Regions from separate parts of the Sus scrofa genome. Here all the other regions are linked to region 2. The links are chromatin contacts, called in public HiChIP or PLAC-seq maps. All regions are on one chromosome and are shown on one strand. Each heading gives the region's core, a stretch centred on a gene start, on an enhancer-like site or on the middle of the called end of the contact. The rest is flanking DNA. Distances are from core to core; before and after follow the strand shown.

What was found. HiChIP or PLAC-seq counts read pairs in DNA pulled down with a chosen protein or histone mark.
Region 1: a contact with region 2 is called in an H3K27ac HiChIP or PLAC-seq map of alveolar macrophages. The contact joins the promoter of NUMA1 here to the promoter of INPPL1 in region 2. A contact is called at or near these places in 5 of 47 Hi-C or Micro-C datasets (embryonic fibroblasts, heart right ventricle, liver and 2 more) and 1 of 2 datasets of contacts at active chromatin or transcription factors (alveolar macrophages).
Region 3: a contact with region 2 is called in an H3K27ac HiChIP or PLAC-seq map of alveolar macrophages. The contact joins the enhancer-like site here to the promoter of INPPL1 in region 2. A contact is called at or near these places in 1 of 5 promoter capture datasets (liver), 8 of 47 Hi-C or Micro-C datasets (embryonic fibroblasts, epiblast stem cells, heart right ventricle and 3 more) and 2 of 2 datasets of contacts at active chromatin or transcription factors (alveolar macrophages and skeletal muscle).
Region 4: an H3K27ac HiChIP or PLAC-seq map of alveolar macrophages shows a contact between it and region 2. The contact joins the enhancer-like site here to the promoter of INPPL1 in region 2. A contact is called at or near these places in 5 of 5 promoter capture datasets (fetal liver, fetal skeletal muscle, liver and 1 more), 3 of 47 Hi-C or Micro-C datasets (embryonic fibroblasts, epiblast stem cells and fibroblasts) and 2 of 2 datasets of contacts at active chromatin or transcription factors (alveolar macrophages and skeletal muscle).

The regions. Positions count from the first base shown.
Region 1 is chr9:6,661,425-6,664,654 of Sscrofa11.1, reverse strand. It overlaps NUMA1 (nuclear mitotic apparatus protein 1), which reads left to right and starts at 1,689. Exons shown (of 26, transcript XM_005653665.3): 1 at 1,689-1,865. LRRC51 (leucine-rich repeat-containing protein 51) reads right to left here and starts at 1,533. Exons shown (of 6, transcript NM_001282115.1): 1 at 1,433-1,533. It overlaps LOC102158722 (a long non-coding RNA gene), which reads left to right. Exons shown (of 4, transcript XR_297536.2): 3 at 1-19; 4 at 285-932.
Region 2 is chr9:6,792,142-6,795,433 of Sscrofa11.1, reverse strand. It overlaps INPPL1 (inositol polyphosphate phosphatase like 1), which reads right to left and starts at 1,463. Exons shown (of 32, transcript NM_001190279.1): 1 at 1,432-1,463; 2 at 1,268-1,429. The coding sequence starts at 1,463.
Region 3 is chr9:6,610,175-6,613,680 of Sscrofa11.1, reverse strand. NUMA1 (nuclear mitotic apparatus protein 1) reads left to right here. Exons shown (of 26, transcript XM_005653665.3): 4 at 2,422-2,501. Among named protein-coding and RNA genes, the nearest start is that of IL18BP, 25 kb to the right of the region's middle. Within about 2 kb of position 1,835, at least 30 of the 83 cell types and tissues checked have an H3K27ac peak or open chromatin away from gene starts, as enhancers often do. A contact at or near this core is called in alveolar macrophages, liver and skeletal muscle, where this site is marked.
Region 4 is chr9:6,958,954-6,962,463 of Sscrofa11.1, reverse strand. The region is part of intron 3 of CLPB (caseinolytic peptidase B protein homolog); the gene reads left to right. Among named protein-coding and RNA genes, the nearest start is that of PHOX2A, 130 kb to the right of the region's middle. Within about 2 kb of position 1,938, at least 13 of the 83 cell types and tissues checked have an H3K27ac peak or open chromatin away from gene starts, as enhancers often do. A contact at or near this core is called in alveolar macrophages, where this site is marked.

The DNA of each region.
Region 1 (3,230 bases), core at 440-2,939, 130 kb after region 2:
ACTTAAGGGCAAGTTTTTGGTAAGTTTTTATTATTATTGTTTTGTCTTTTTAGGGCTGCAGCTGCAGCACATGGAAGTTCCCAGGCTAGGGGTTGAATCGGAGCTGCAGCTGCTGGCCTACACCACAGCCACAGGCACGCCGGATCCCACATGCATCTGCGACCTACACCACAGCTCATGGAACACTGGCAGGCCAGGCCACACTTGAATTTACTCAAGCCCAGCCTGGTCCTCATCTCTGAGCTCCCAATCTGTATAACCAATTGCCTCTTCACCACTTCCAGGCTATCTCCAAGACAGGCGCCTGCAACACGTCTGCAGGTGAACTCATACTCTCTGGGTACTCCTGGATCTCTTCCGGTGTTCTCCCCTCTCCCCACCATTACGGAGGTCAGAAAACCAAGAGTTACCTTGAATACCCCTTCCATTTCCCATCCAGAATAAATACCTGTCAGCTTTGCTTCCTAAATGTCTTTTCTCTAGTCCGAGCTACCATCACTTCCTTTCTGCCTTCCCTCCCAGCCATTTTGCCTACTGCAACCAGAGTAATCCTGCAAAATGCAAATCTGATATTGTTCACTCCCCCCCACGACAGCCCATTTAAAAACTGTCCCTGGGACAGTTTAATCTACTACTTTGAACACATTCTTAAACTAGAGAGGCTGTAAGCTCAAGCTAGAGACTTAGCTGGAAGTTGGCAAACAGGGATCTAGTCCTAGCTGTCACTGACTTGGTGCGTGGCCTCTGTCACTACTTCTCACTAGGTTGGTTTTCCAGTCTGTGATATGGGATAAATATTCTTGGATTCACAAAGTTCAAAAGAAAGAGGCTGTGAAAGCACTAGGTAAGTTACTAGATGTAACGGATCTGTCATGAAGTCTGGAAAAGGAATGAAGCTCTAATTGCAGACCTTGGGGAGACGGACAACAGAGGAGGTGCAGGGAGAAGAGGTAAAGACAGGACCCCTCCTAAGTATGTGTGGAAGATCCTGCTGACTCTCTGAAAAGGAGGCTCTACTCTGGGTCTTCCTGCCTGGAAGGAAAGGGGCCGTTCAAGCCCCAGAAATTTTCCTACATCCCCAGAATTAGAGACTTTTGATTTGCTCTAATCCCACTCCCATGTCTTGCAGAGGGTCTTCTGTTGATCAGAGGAAAACCAACCCTATATCTGAAGAAGTTTCAGATCTTCCAGAATGTGTCAGGGACTTGAGACAGTAGTATTAGGGGGTCCTATTCTGTGATGATGGCGATCTTAAGCACCCCCACATCTGTATGGGTATTTATCTCCGCCTTCCCCCCCCCCCCCACGAGCCCGTCTATCCCATATGGGTTTGTGCCTTGTCGTTGTGAAAAGGGTTAAGACGGGGTTGTCTCAGATCCCCGAGGAGAGAAGTTCTTAGTTTTTCCTGCGTGCCCCTCCCCGCTCAACTCACCCGCAAGTGCTTCCCCGCCAGCCTCAGCGTCCTACTATCGCAGCGTTACTCGGCGCAACTCCATGGTAACCACCTTCGCCTACAAGTCCCGGCTGGCGCGGTAGGCGCTACCGCGATACCTTCCGCGAGCTGCAGTTCGTGGCGGGTGGGGGCGCCAAGGCCGCGGGTGGTGCTGGGACTTGTAGTTGCTTTTGCCCTCAAGCCGCGGGCCGGGCTCCGGAAGTTGTGGCACCCTTTCTCCCTTCCCACTTCCTTTTCGCGGGTCCTCCAGCGTGCCCTGGGCGTGCGACGCCAGCCGACACGGACCAATCGCAGGGCGGCGCGAGGGGGCGGGGCCATAGTTTAAACTAATTGTGCGCTCGCCTCGCTGGCGCGAGCCCGTGGCGAAGGCGATCCCGGGTAGGCGAGAGGCGGAGCGGGAGCGCGCGGCCAGGTAAGCGGCGCGGGCCCGCTGCTGGTGTGCGGCCTGGGCGCCCGCAGGGAAGCCGGGGCCTAAAGGGGGTGCTGAGAGACGGGTGCGAACGGAAGGCCTCGTTCCTCACCGAGGCTGAGTGGGGAGAGTCTGTCGCGGGTAAGGGTTGTGAGGAGAGGGCCTTGTCCGAGGGGAGGCGGCGGACGTGCTTCGGGGGAGGGCCTGCTCGGGGGCGTGTCCGTGGCATCGAGTCTGCGGGCGACGGGGTGCGGGTGGTGCAGCTTCCTCAAAGCCTGTGGCCGCGGCTTCCTGTAGTAATGGTCCTCGCCCGTTACTGCTAACAATAGCGGTAGTACTACTAGTAAACAGTTCCCGAGCACCGACGACGTTTCAGAGGCTGTGCCACGCCCGTTATGTGGATCCTCTTTTAAACAGTCCCGCAGCTTTGTCACACTTTACTACAGCGGGGCCCTTCTGAGGTTTATGTTCGGCTTGGCCGGGGTTGTATAACCAGTGCGTGGTTGGCTCCACTGGCGTCTTTGTGGGTGGGGCCTGAGTGGGAAGGAGGTGCTTTATTGGCAGTGAGGGTTGTCTCGGACGAGTCAATTTATTGTGAGCCTCACTTTTTCACGTGTGGTGTAAACAACGAGTTTACGTGCCCTTACCTACTTTCCTGGGGTTGTTGGACGGGGGGTGGGGGGTGTGCGGGTCAAATTAGGTAAAGTGTTTCTTTGAAGCGTCTCGGAGAGTACACATTCATGACCATAAGTGATGTGACCGTGTGAAGGTTATTGGTGCAAGAGAGCTCCTCTGGGTGGATGCTGCCCCTTCTGGGCCCCCTCTTTTGCTCACCCCTAAGGTAGCGTTTTTCATCTGGTGTTCGGAGTGTCTGCGCATTTGTCTGCCCTACTAGATAGAGACGGAATATTTTGCCCCTGTATCCTGATGCCTGTGCAGAGTGTGAAATGTATTGTGGCCATTAGTTAACATATGCTTTGAAATGAATGAGCTTTTTTGGGCTGAAAGGGGATAGGAACCTGGCTTTCCCATCTTTATTTAGTGGCTTTTGCATCTCTGTATTAAGTTAGCCTCGTGCCCAGAGTGGCACTGCCTCCAGAAAATATACTACTACTTACTTTAAACCACGCTGCCCTTTCTCTGGGGTCTGTTGCCAGGTCCTGCGTTTCTAAGGCTCTGGATTGGCAAGTGTTGTGGCCAGAAACCTTGGATGGGAAGGGAATTGGAGCTCTCTGCCTTGTGGAGATCTTTCCTGCTGTGAATTGATGAGAGCCTAGAGAGAATGTTCAGATCAGGCTAAGGCAACTTTTAGGCAGCGGGGAAGAGTATATGCATTCCCTCCCTGTCTCTTCCTGGGTGGTATTTTCT
Region 2 (3,292 bases), core at 214-2,713:
GTGCCACGGGGCGGCTGGGATGCAGGACTCTGGATATTCATCTGCCTAATAAGCTGTCCCTGTTCGGTCTTCCCTGTTGGGCCTCAGACATGGGACATAAGCTGAGACTCAGGGGACTCCTTCTTCTTCAGGTCCACCGCCCAGGCCAGGGTTTCTCAACCTCAGCCCCACTGACACTTTGGAGCACGTGATCCTTTGTCGTGAGGGGCTGTCCTGTGTGTGATCGGAGGTTTAGCAGCGCTCCTGGCTTCTACCCAAGAGAAGCCAGCAGCACAGTCCCAGGTGTGACAACCCAAAGTGTCTCCAGACGTGACCAGATATCCTCTGAGGAGGAAACTCAACCCCAAGTGAGAACCGCTGGCCCAGGCCAGGGCACCCCCAAAGATGTGAGAACAGAGGGGGAAAGGCCACAGGAGTGGGGACTTGGGAAGGCTCACCGGCCTAAGAAGAACCATAACTGGATCTAAACAAAGCAGCCCCACAGCTTCCCACTCACCTGCTTCCACTCCGGAGCCTACCCGAGCCCTCCCAGTGCCACATCTCGAGGCCCAAGAGGGCAGCTCAGGCAGAACAGTCCAAAACTGAAAATGCACAAACTCACCCAGCACCGCTGCCGCACAAACACAAAACCAGGCCCACTCAGAGAGCGGGCCAAGCCTAGCCCCTCGCTGGGCACCCATAGCTCAGGGACAGGGCAGCGGATCCCAGAGCCAGCCCCGGGCACACTCACTCACTGATTCATAAAACAGTGACTCCGCAGACACAGCTCCCCCCCTTCTTGTCAACACCACCCTGCCCCCCAGCCCCAGATGAGACAGCCAAGCAAGCCCAGCCTCAGTCCTGCGGGCACAGAAAGGCCCCCTAAGGAAGCTGCTGGGCAACTCCACACCCCCGGGGTTCATGGGGCCCTGACTGCCACTCAGACGTCCAACCCCTATACAAAGTAAAGTGCACAGAACCGTGGAAAGCACATCGGCACCAGTGCCTGGAGGGCGGCTGAGGGGGTCGTCCAGAGACTCCCTGCATTTGCCCCAGAACGGCCACCCTGAGCAGCGGGACCCCCCATGCCGGCCCTCCGTGCCCCAGCAAGTGCGCTCAGACACACAGCAGGAAGGAAGCGATCCCTGCATCCTTCCTCGGGCCCAGCAGAAGGCCAGGCCCCCGCTCTGGAGGGTGCTGGCGGCCCACGGTCCCGGGCCCGCCCCACACCACCCCACGAAGCCCAGGCCGTGCCCGCGCCCGCCCGCCCGCCGGCGGCCCCACTCACAGGACGCAGAGCGCGAAGGCTCCTGCCACGCTCTCGCTGTCTCGGACCAGGAAGCTGCCATCGCGGCCTGCCCGGGCCAGCAGCTCCTCGGCGGCGGCCCGGCTCAGGTCGCGGTGGTACCAGGCGGGGGCCGGGCTGCCCAGCGCGGCCCCCGGGCCCGCTCCCCCGGGCCCGGCGCCCCGCACGCGGAGGCCATGGCCCGCGCAGGGCTCAGCGCCGCCCGCGCCCGCCGCCCCGCGCCATTCGCCCCAGGACGCTCGGGGCCGAGGCTGGGGCCGGGCCCGGGGCCCGGGCCTGAGGATCCGCTGGCGGGATCGAGCCGGGGATCGCGGCTCCGCGCTCCGCCGCGCTGGACGCCGGGTTTGCCGCGCAGCCGCCGCCGCCGCCGCCGCCAGCAGCGCCGGCCTCAACTTGAAGAGAAAGAAAAGTTTGTTCAGAGGCGGCGGGGGAGGGGCAGGCGTGCAGCGCGGGGCCCGGCGGCCCGCCCCCGCCCCCGCCGCTCGGCCCGCCCCTGCCCCCACCCCCCGAGGAGTCGCCCTCCGCACGCCCGCGGGACCCCCTAAGCCCCAGGGCAAGCCAGCCTCCCGCACCCCACAACGATCCTGCCCCGCCGTCATCACCCGGAGGAGATCCGGCCCCTCACACCGCCCCCACCCCATCGAAGCCCCAGTCCCCCATCCTGCGCCCTGACACTTCGGGATCCCGACCCCATCCTCCTCCCTTCAATAGTCGCAAAGATACGACCCCCAACTCTCATAAACGTCTGATTTCACCCAAAGCCTTTCCATTCGTCCCCTCCCCCCCAGACTCGTAGGGTCGAGTTACCAAAATCCGCAAAGTATCTCATGATGAACCTCCTCCCGTTCCTCTCCCCATCACCCCCAACTCCGGGGAAATCCGGCCCCCTTCTTAGACCTGAACCTCCAAACCACACTGGGTCCAAATCCCGCGAGGGGATCCCCCACGAACCCCCAGACGGGGTCCAGTGTCCGAATCCCCATGCACCCTCCCGGCAGCCCCTCTCAGTCCGGCCAGGGCCCTTCCCCCTCTCGGCCAAGTTCCCTGGCACCATCCCCCATCCCCGCAGGCCCCGGCCTTGAGGGGTTCAGCACTCCGAGACCAGGCTTCCCCTGGCCCATCTAGAAGAAAGTTCCCTCAACGCCCCGGGCTCCCGACCTCTCCCCAGAGCCGCGGCCGCCCAGCCCGGACCCCCACCTCCTGCGCTGTACCGCTGCCCCCTTCCCCAGGGAAGCGGCCCTGGACTCTCCGCGGCCACTTAAGATGGCCATCCTCCGCCGCCGCACCCCCCTCGCCTTCCGCCCCGCCCGCCGCTCCGCCCCCGCCGCTCTCCGCGGAGCTGGGGGCAGCACCCGCGCCCCGCCTTGCTGGGCCCCGCGCCTAGATCCCAGAGCCGCGGATCGGCCCATTGACCTCGGCTAAGTCTCGGCGCCTCCGGGAGCGTCGCCTTCCCGCTCCGTAAAATGGGGGTAACGTTATGAGGGCAGACTCCTTGGGACTGTGCTTGTAAAGCTCTCGGCACGCGGCCTGGCATCCAGCGGGCGCTCTCAAACGGCGGCTATTTTTATTATTAATTAAGGAGCAACGAAGGTGACAGCTGTGTAAACTGTAAAGCGCTGCAGCAGAACCGACGGGTATTATTAGCACTCGCCCCCGCCCCAGCTACTCGCTCCAAGTCAACAAACTTGAGCCTTTGTGGGCGGGACGCGGAGCCGGGAGCGCCCAGGACCGGTTTCGCTCCGACACCCCGGGGCCACTTCCCCTCCCACCCCGGGCCGCCCGGAAAGGGGGCGGGGCTCTTAGCGGGGCCTGGCCCGCCCCTTCCCCAAAAAAGACCTAGCCGGTGGCGGCGTCTCCTGGGAGTCCGCTTCCTGCCCCGCCTCCCCGCCCCCTGGCTCCTTAAAGGCGCAGGCCGCCAGCCTCGCTGCCACCGCTGCCAACGCCTAGGCCGCGGTCGGAGGATCCCCTTTAACCCGGGAGAGAACTTTCACTGCCGAGTTGAACCTG
Region 3 (3,506 bases), core at 586-3,085, 180 kb after region 2:
CTGTAGACTGGAAGAGATGGGTGGGGGCGGGGGAGGGGGTGTTCTGAGGGCAGGGCCGGTGAAACCCTGGGTTAATGCTGAGGTCCACCTCAGATCCAGGACAGCGAGACCGCTTTCCTCTGGGAAAGCAGACCTTCTTGGCGGATGTGTAAGGGCCGATTCATTTCTGGTGTTCTTCCTGTGGCTAAGCAAAATCAGATCCCGGTTCTGCGGGGAAGGCAGTGGAGGGTGGCAGGGTGGGTGGTAGGTAGAAGCTGTGGGACTTGATCAAGAGCTGTACCTTTGCCACTTGGCCTTCTATCTGGGGACACTCAGCAGAGAGAAAACCCTCTGTTTTTCTGTGTGACTAGGCTGAAACAAACTAAAAGCCTGTCTCTTTTTTTTTTTTTTTTTTTTTTTTGCCACTCGTGAGTTCCCTGGCCAGGTATCAGATCCAAGCCACATTCGAGACTCAAACTGCAGCTATGGCAATGCTGGATCCTTAACCCACTGTGCTGGGCTGGGGATCAAACCTGCGTCCCAGCACTCCCAAGACACTGCCGATCCCATTGCACCACAGTGGGAACTCTCTGCCCAGTCTTTTTGATACCTGTGAGGTTTGCATAGCAAAGTTTAGTGGGGGTGTTTTTTCCAGAAAATGTGAGACCCTGACATTTGTCTTACTGATGTTGACCTCCTCTCTTCCCAGTAAACAGCATCCTTTGTTAGTCAGTCTGTGTGTAATTGGGACCTGCTATACTCCTAGCTTTCAGCTCATGCAAAGTGGTCTGTTAAAATGATGCACTTGTGGGAGTCCCATTGTGGCCTAGTAGAAACTAACCTGCCTAGTACCCGTGAGGCTGCAGGTTTGAGCCCTGACCCTACTCAGTGGGTTAAGGATCTGGTGTTGCCATGGCCATGAGCTGCAGTGTAGGTTGCAGACATGGTTCAGATCTGGCATTGCTGTGGCTGTGGTGTAGGCTGATGCTGCAGCTCCAGTTAGACCCCTAGCCTGGGAGCTTCCCTGTGCTGCGGGTGGCCCTAAAAAGAACCCCATGAGTGTCATGGTGTCATAGGAGTTCCTGAGAATGAAAGCACTCAGAGACTCAGCGCAGGCCTGAAGGATGGGCTGGGTTCCTCCGGGACCCCATTTTCTAAAACATCCACGCAGCTACACTTATCCCAAGGGCTTGGGTAGGGGGTTTAGTGGTCAGATAAGTTTAGGAAGTAATGCATGTTGTATCTTCTTCTTTGGAAAATGTTTGGTTTGGGTTAACCCAGTATTTCTCCAACATTTAACCCAAGAACGCTTTGTTTTTATTTGAGGTAAATAAATCACTGCTCTCTGCAAGGCACGGATCCACAGCGTTCCTGGTTAGGTTGGGTAGGGAAGATGGCTCTTTCAGGAGTCTGTGAGGAGACGAGTCTCCTTGTAGGAGACTTGGTAGGAGTCCCTAATCACAGACCAGCTGCCCAGAATGCTTCCTGGGCGGCGGGGGTGGGGGGCGTGGTGGGGGTGGTTCACCCGGAGCAAGCCTTTGTAATCACGTGGGATCGGAGGGAACGCCTCTGAAGGCCTTGGCTGGGGTGCCTCTTGTGCTTTGCAGGATGTCTGGCTCTGGAGGAGTCTAGAGTCTGCCCTGCCTTCCCCTCTAGGAAGGTGATTGAGGCCTGGAGTTTGGGCTTCTGAGGAACAGAGGGCCTTTTAATCAGGATCTTAAGCTGTAGCCTAGAGAGAGAAGTCAGCTTTCTAGCTTGGAGAGAAGGTCATCGCCCAGGAAAATGAAACTGCACTTGGCCTGAGCGGCGGGGGCGGGGCTGTGAGAGCTCCCCCTGCTGCTTCCCGCCCTCATTGCTCTCTGCACTTGGCGTCCTGCCACGTCAACTGGCGAGCCCTGCGAGGCCACAGATTAAGAGCGACTGCTGCGTGGCCTGGCCTCTCAGAGGCTTTTGCCACCTGGGCCTTCAGCCTTGCGTGTGTTGACCTTTGCCCTGTCCCTGGAGGGCCTCGCTCCTTCCTGCTCATTGTGCTTGGACCCCCTTTCCCTTCCCGGGGTCCTCTTCGCTCCGGCTCCAGCCACCTTCCCAGGCCTCCTGTCCTTTTATACTTGAGCCGTTCTGGCCTAGCGTCCCAGTCCTCTGTGCTGCTTCCATCCCCACTCAAGCCCCTTCCCACCGAGCTTTTTGATCTTTAGAGGGGCTGGGAGAGTGCCACCTTTTCCAGGAGGACCTCAGGCCTCAGGTCCCCGCTTCTCGCCCAGCACGGTTCCTTCTTGGCTGGACGGTATCTTGGTATCTTCTGCCTGCCTCCACCGTCTGGTCTGGTGCCCCCCGCAGACCCAGCACAGATCCAGCCTGCAGGGACGGGAGGGCAGCATGTCACGCACTAGCAAGGCGGGAGGGGTGCTGAGCGCTCTGTCTCACCTACTTGCTCTTTTCCAGCCGTGGCGCTGACAGAGGACAGCAAATCCTGCAGCAGCCGGTGCCAGAGAGACTGGAATTTGTGTGCAGTTTTCTGCAGAGTAAGCACCTTTCTTGTCCAGCTGGGATGGAACTGCCGCCTCAGCTCCTGGAAACCAGGAGTCCAGGAGAACCAGGGCCCAGTGTCTGGAGGAGCAAGGCTTGAGGCTGCCTGCTCTGTGCCACAGGGATGCGTTCAGCCTGGCAGCTTCCCATCTGGTGATGCCTGCACCAGGCGGGGAAGTGTCCCTGCAGGCTGGGGCCCATGTCCGGGGGTCCAGGTAGAGCCAGAGGGTCGGTCTTGGGGCCTCATCGCCTTGGGCCCCCCGAACTCCCCCAAAGGAGACAGAAGGATCCATGCTACCCTCTTCCCCTGCAGGGAGAGCATTTACCCCAGAGCGCGTTGAAAGGCTTGTCTGGGTGGTGGGAAAAGGGGAACAGGCAGGTGGAGGTTGGCGGTCTTGGCCCTTCTGCTCCACTGCTTGTGTGACCTTTTTGGACATGGGTTCCTTGCCTTTCAGTGAAGATGGTAATAGCTGCTCTTAGGTTAACGGGTAGAGCTTCTAGCCCCGAGCTCCCCTTGTCCAGCTGTGACAGTCCTCATCTTTGACACCGGAGCCATCTGCTGTCTCCACCTCGAGAGAAGTAGAAGAAAGGTGACAGTGGATTTCGATAAAGCAGGGTGTTGGTAATTGAGCCCAGCCCCCCCTGGCAGCAGTGTCCCCATCGCTAGTCTGATGCAGCTGCAGGCGGCTTCCTCTGTGATCTCTAGAGTGAGACTCTAGAGTGACCTGGAATCTCTGGACTCCTCCCCTCTGGTGCTGAGTGGGAGCTGGCGCGTGGGTAGGTGCGTGCAGTGTCAGGCCCCGAGCTGCTGTGAATGCCCAGCCAGCCTCCTCCTTCATCTGTCCCTGTAGTCCTTGGACTGACCCAGCATAGAACTCACTGCAGCTGGAAATGTGTATGTCGGGGGTGCTAGGACCTAGGAATAAGGAGCCCCGTGTCTCCCGGCCCCACCAGAGACAGCCCTTTGGCTGCTCCTCTGACTCTGAGGGGTTCTCATAGTC
Region 4 (3,510 bases), core at 689-3,188, 170 kb before region 2:
GCTTGGTGCACCGACCTCCTCTTCCCGTTTGTCTGCCGGGATCGTGTTAGTCCAAAGGCAAGAGCCCCTTGAAGTGTCATGTTACCGAGCGACCGTGAAAGGGCGGTGATGGTGAGAGAGCGTCGTGCAGAGGAGGGGGCTTTGGGCCTCTCTTGGCTTCCGTCTGGGGGGGGGGTCTCTTCAGGGAGAAGGTTTTGGAAGGCAGAGCTGGTCAGAGCATCGCCGGCCCTCACGGAACCGCCTGTTCCCCTGAGGCCTCTCCTTCCCCGTCACTTTCTGTCAGCTGCTTAGGCCCTCGGATACTCGCGCTGGTTAGTCCCCTCAGTTACTTCAGTTACTTATGCTGGTTAGCTGGTTAGTCCCGTCAGTTACCAGTGCTGGTAGGCCCATCAGTTACCAGTTCTGGTTAGCCCTGTCAGATACTTGTGCTGGTTAGTCCTGTCAGTTACCTGTGCTGGATTAGTCCCATCAGATACTTCTGCTGGTTAGTCCCGTCAGTGACTTGTGTTGGGTAGTCCTGTCGGTGACTCGTGCTGGTTAGCCCTGTTAGTTACCTGTGCTGGTTAGCCCCATCAGTTAGTTGTGCTGTGCTGGTTAGCCCCCTCAGTTACTTCAGTTACTTGTGCTAGTTAGCTCTGTCCGTTACCTGTGCTGGTTAGCCCCCTCAGTTACTTCAGTTACTTGTGCTGGTTAGCTGGTTAGTCCCGTCAGTTACCAGTGCTGGTAGGCCCATCAGTTACCAGTTCTGGTTAGCCCTGTCAGATACTTGTGCTGGTTAGTCCTGTCAGTTACCTGTGCTGGTTAGTCCCATCAGTTACTTCAGTTACTTGTGCTGGTTAGCCCTATCCGTTACCTGTGCTGGTTAGTCCTGTCAGTTACCTGTGCCGGTAGGCCCATCAGTTACCAATGCTGGTTAGCTCCGTCAGATGCTTGTGGTGGTTAGTCTTGTCAGTTACCTGTGCCGGTTAGCCCCGTCAGTTAAACTGTGCTAGTTAGTCCTGTCAGTTACCTGTGCTGGTTAGTCGCATCAGATACTTGTTCTGGTTAGCCCCGTCAGATACTTCAGTTAGTTGTGCTGGTTAGCCCTGTCTGTTGCCTGTGCTGGTTAGTCCCATTAGTTACCAGTGCAGTTAGTTCCGTCAGATGCTTGTGCTGGTTAGTCTTGTCAGTTACCTGTGCCGGTTAGCCCTGTCAGTTAAACTGTGCTAGTTAGTCCCATCAGATACCTGTGCTGGTGCCAGGCTACATGTGGGGCAAAGGGAAGAAGCTGGGCCCTGTGCCCTGGGAGGCAGTGGCTTCAGTGTAGAGAGCCCGGGCTCCTGTCCTAGGCTGCCCCTTGTGGACCGTGCCATCTTCGGCAGGGCGGTTTCATCTCTGTGTGACTCAGGCCCCTTCTCTAATCACAGGATCGGGGAGACTGTAAACGTCAGGTGCCTGAGGCATGGTAGGTTGCTCAGAAACGGGAGTTTTGAATTCCACCACGAAGAGTTTTGTGGGACCTGAGGAGCCCAGCCTGCTGTGTGCTCCCCACCCCGCCAGACAGCTCTCAGAGCACCCGGGATCCTCGGAGCACTTCTCTGTGTCCCTCCCTGCTTGTCCCATTTCCCCACCCCCGACTCAGTCTAGGAGCTCCCTGTGGGCAAGATCCGCGTCTGATTCCTCTGACCCTCGGTGCCCAGCACGGAGACTGACTTGGAGAACAAAGCTGAAGTAATCCCGGCGCGTCTTGCCCTCCCGTCTCGAGGGCCGGGTGTGGTGGCTGGCTTTGCACAGTCCCTTCTGCACCGACAGTCTCACAGTGCTCTGGGACTTGGCAGTGGTGGCTCAAGGGCCAGCCCTGTTTAAGAAATTCAAGCCGCTTCTGTGTCTCACCACTGTAGTGTGGCAAGCTTCCTGGCAACCCGCCACTGCCCCACTGCCCTCTGCTGCTGCCTAGACAACCTGCCCTGATGCCAGTAGGTGGCGCTCATGGCCCTTTCCCACAGTTCAGCTGCCTGGACAGACCTTGCCTTCCTGTCACCACATCTCAAAGTGCCTAGAGCCCTGAGCAAGGGTACAAGGGAAGGGTGCCCTGGACCGCGCCCTCCCCTTCCTGGCCCTGTATTGCTGGGGTTTGTGTTTTATTGCGTCCCAGCCACAGCACACACTGCTTGGGGAAGTGGAGATGTTTCCTCTGCAAGATCCCGGGAGTTTCTTAGGGCGGTCTGTGCTTCTGCCCATCCTTTCGGGCATGGCTCGTGCCTCTGCCTCCAAGAAGTCATCCCCATGGCACTTGCTCTGACCTGCACCTTGCCAGGTGTGTGGCTATCCCGCGAACACCCTGGAAGGCAAGGGCCCTGAGAATTGATCAGGTATCCTGCCTGCCCAGAGTCCTGTAATAACCAGCCTCATGGAAAGAGAGAGGAACGACTAGTTTGTGGAATGAATAGTTGAATGATAGGAAGTGGTTCCTCAAAAAGTTGTTATCCAAACTGCAGAGTAATCTGTAAACTAACCTTACTCTGCAGAAAAGTCAGTGTCACGAATATCAAAGACAGCCTGAGAACCTATTCTAGATAAAAAGAAACTGGAGTTCCCATCGTGACTCAGTGGTTAGCAAACCTGCCTAGCATTCATGAGGATGTGGGTTCGATCCCTGGCTTCGCTCACTGGGTTAAGGATCCAGCGTTGCCGTGAGCTGTGGTGCAGGTCACAGACACGGCTTGGATCTGGCTGTGGCTGTGGCGTGGGCCGTCAGCTGGAGCTCTGATTGGGCCCCCTAGCCTGGGAACCTCCATATGCCGCGGGTGTGGCCCTAAAAAGACAAAAGACCAGAAAAATTAAAAAATAAAAATAAGATCTCTATAGGAAAAATGTATGTTTTAAAAAATAATAATAATCTCTTTTTAAGTGTGCCAAGTTCTTGCTAGAAACTAAGATAGGACAAAGAGTGGTCCCCCCAGCATTGGCTTTTATTCTGTTTAATCCAGCAGTGTTCACTGAGGTTCTGCTACAGCCCCTCCACTCTGTGCCTTTGTACACAGAGAACAGAGGGAACGCTGAGAGCTAACGCCTGGAAAATGTAAGCGCTTTCGCATTATTGCCCCCGGTCCTCTGAGCGCCCTCACGGCGTAGGTCTGGCAGCCTGACAGGGCGGGAGCGCTGAGGTTCAGAGAGGTGAGCAGGACCTGCCCGCAGTCACGCAGCCTAGAAGAGACGGGTGCAGGCTTACATCCAGATCGGTCTGTCCCAGGGCTGTCGCTTTCCGAGTCTCCATATCTGTCTGTGTGAGACAAAGGATTGGACAGACTGATCTCAGCAGATCCTTCTTTACGTCTGGAAATTTTAAAACTTTTTGTTATGGCAGGAAGTGACTGGTTATAAAGCAAGCAGGCCCATCACACAGGGCATCTCATTTGCTGTTGGTCCTTCTCCCTGGCTGTCCACTCGCTGCCCTTTGGAGTCTGTGTGTGGCAGTGCCAGGAAGGGCCCCTTCACGGGGCGAGGGCACCTGGGGAGGTGCCTTGGGGC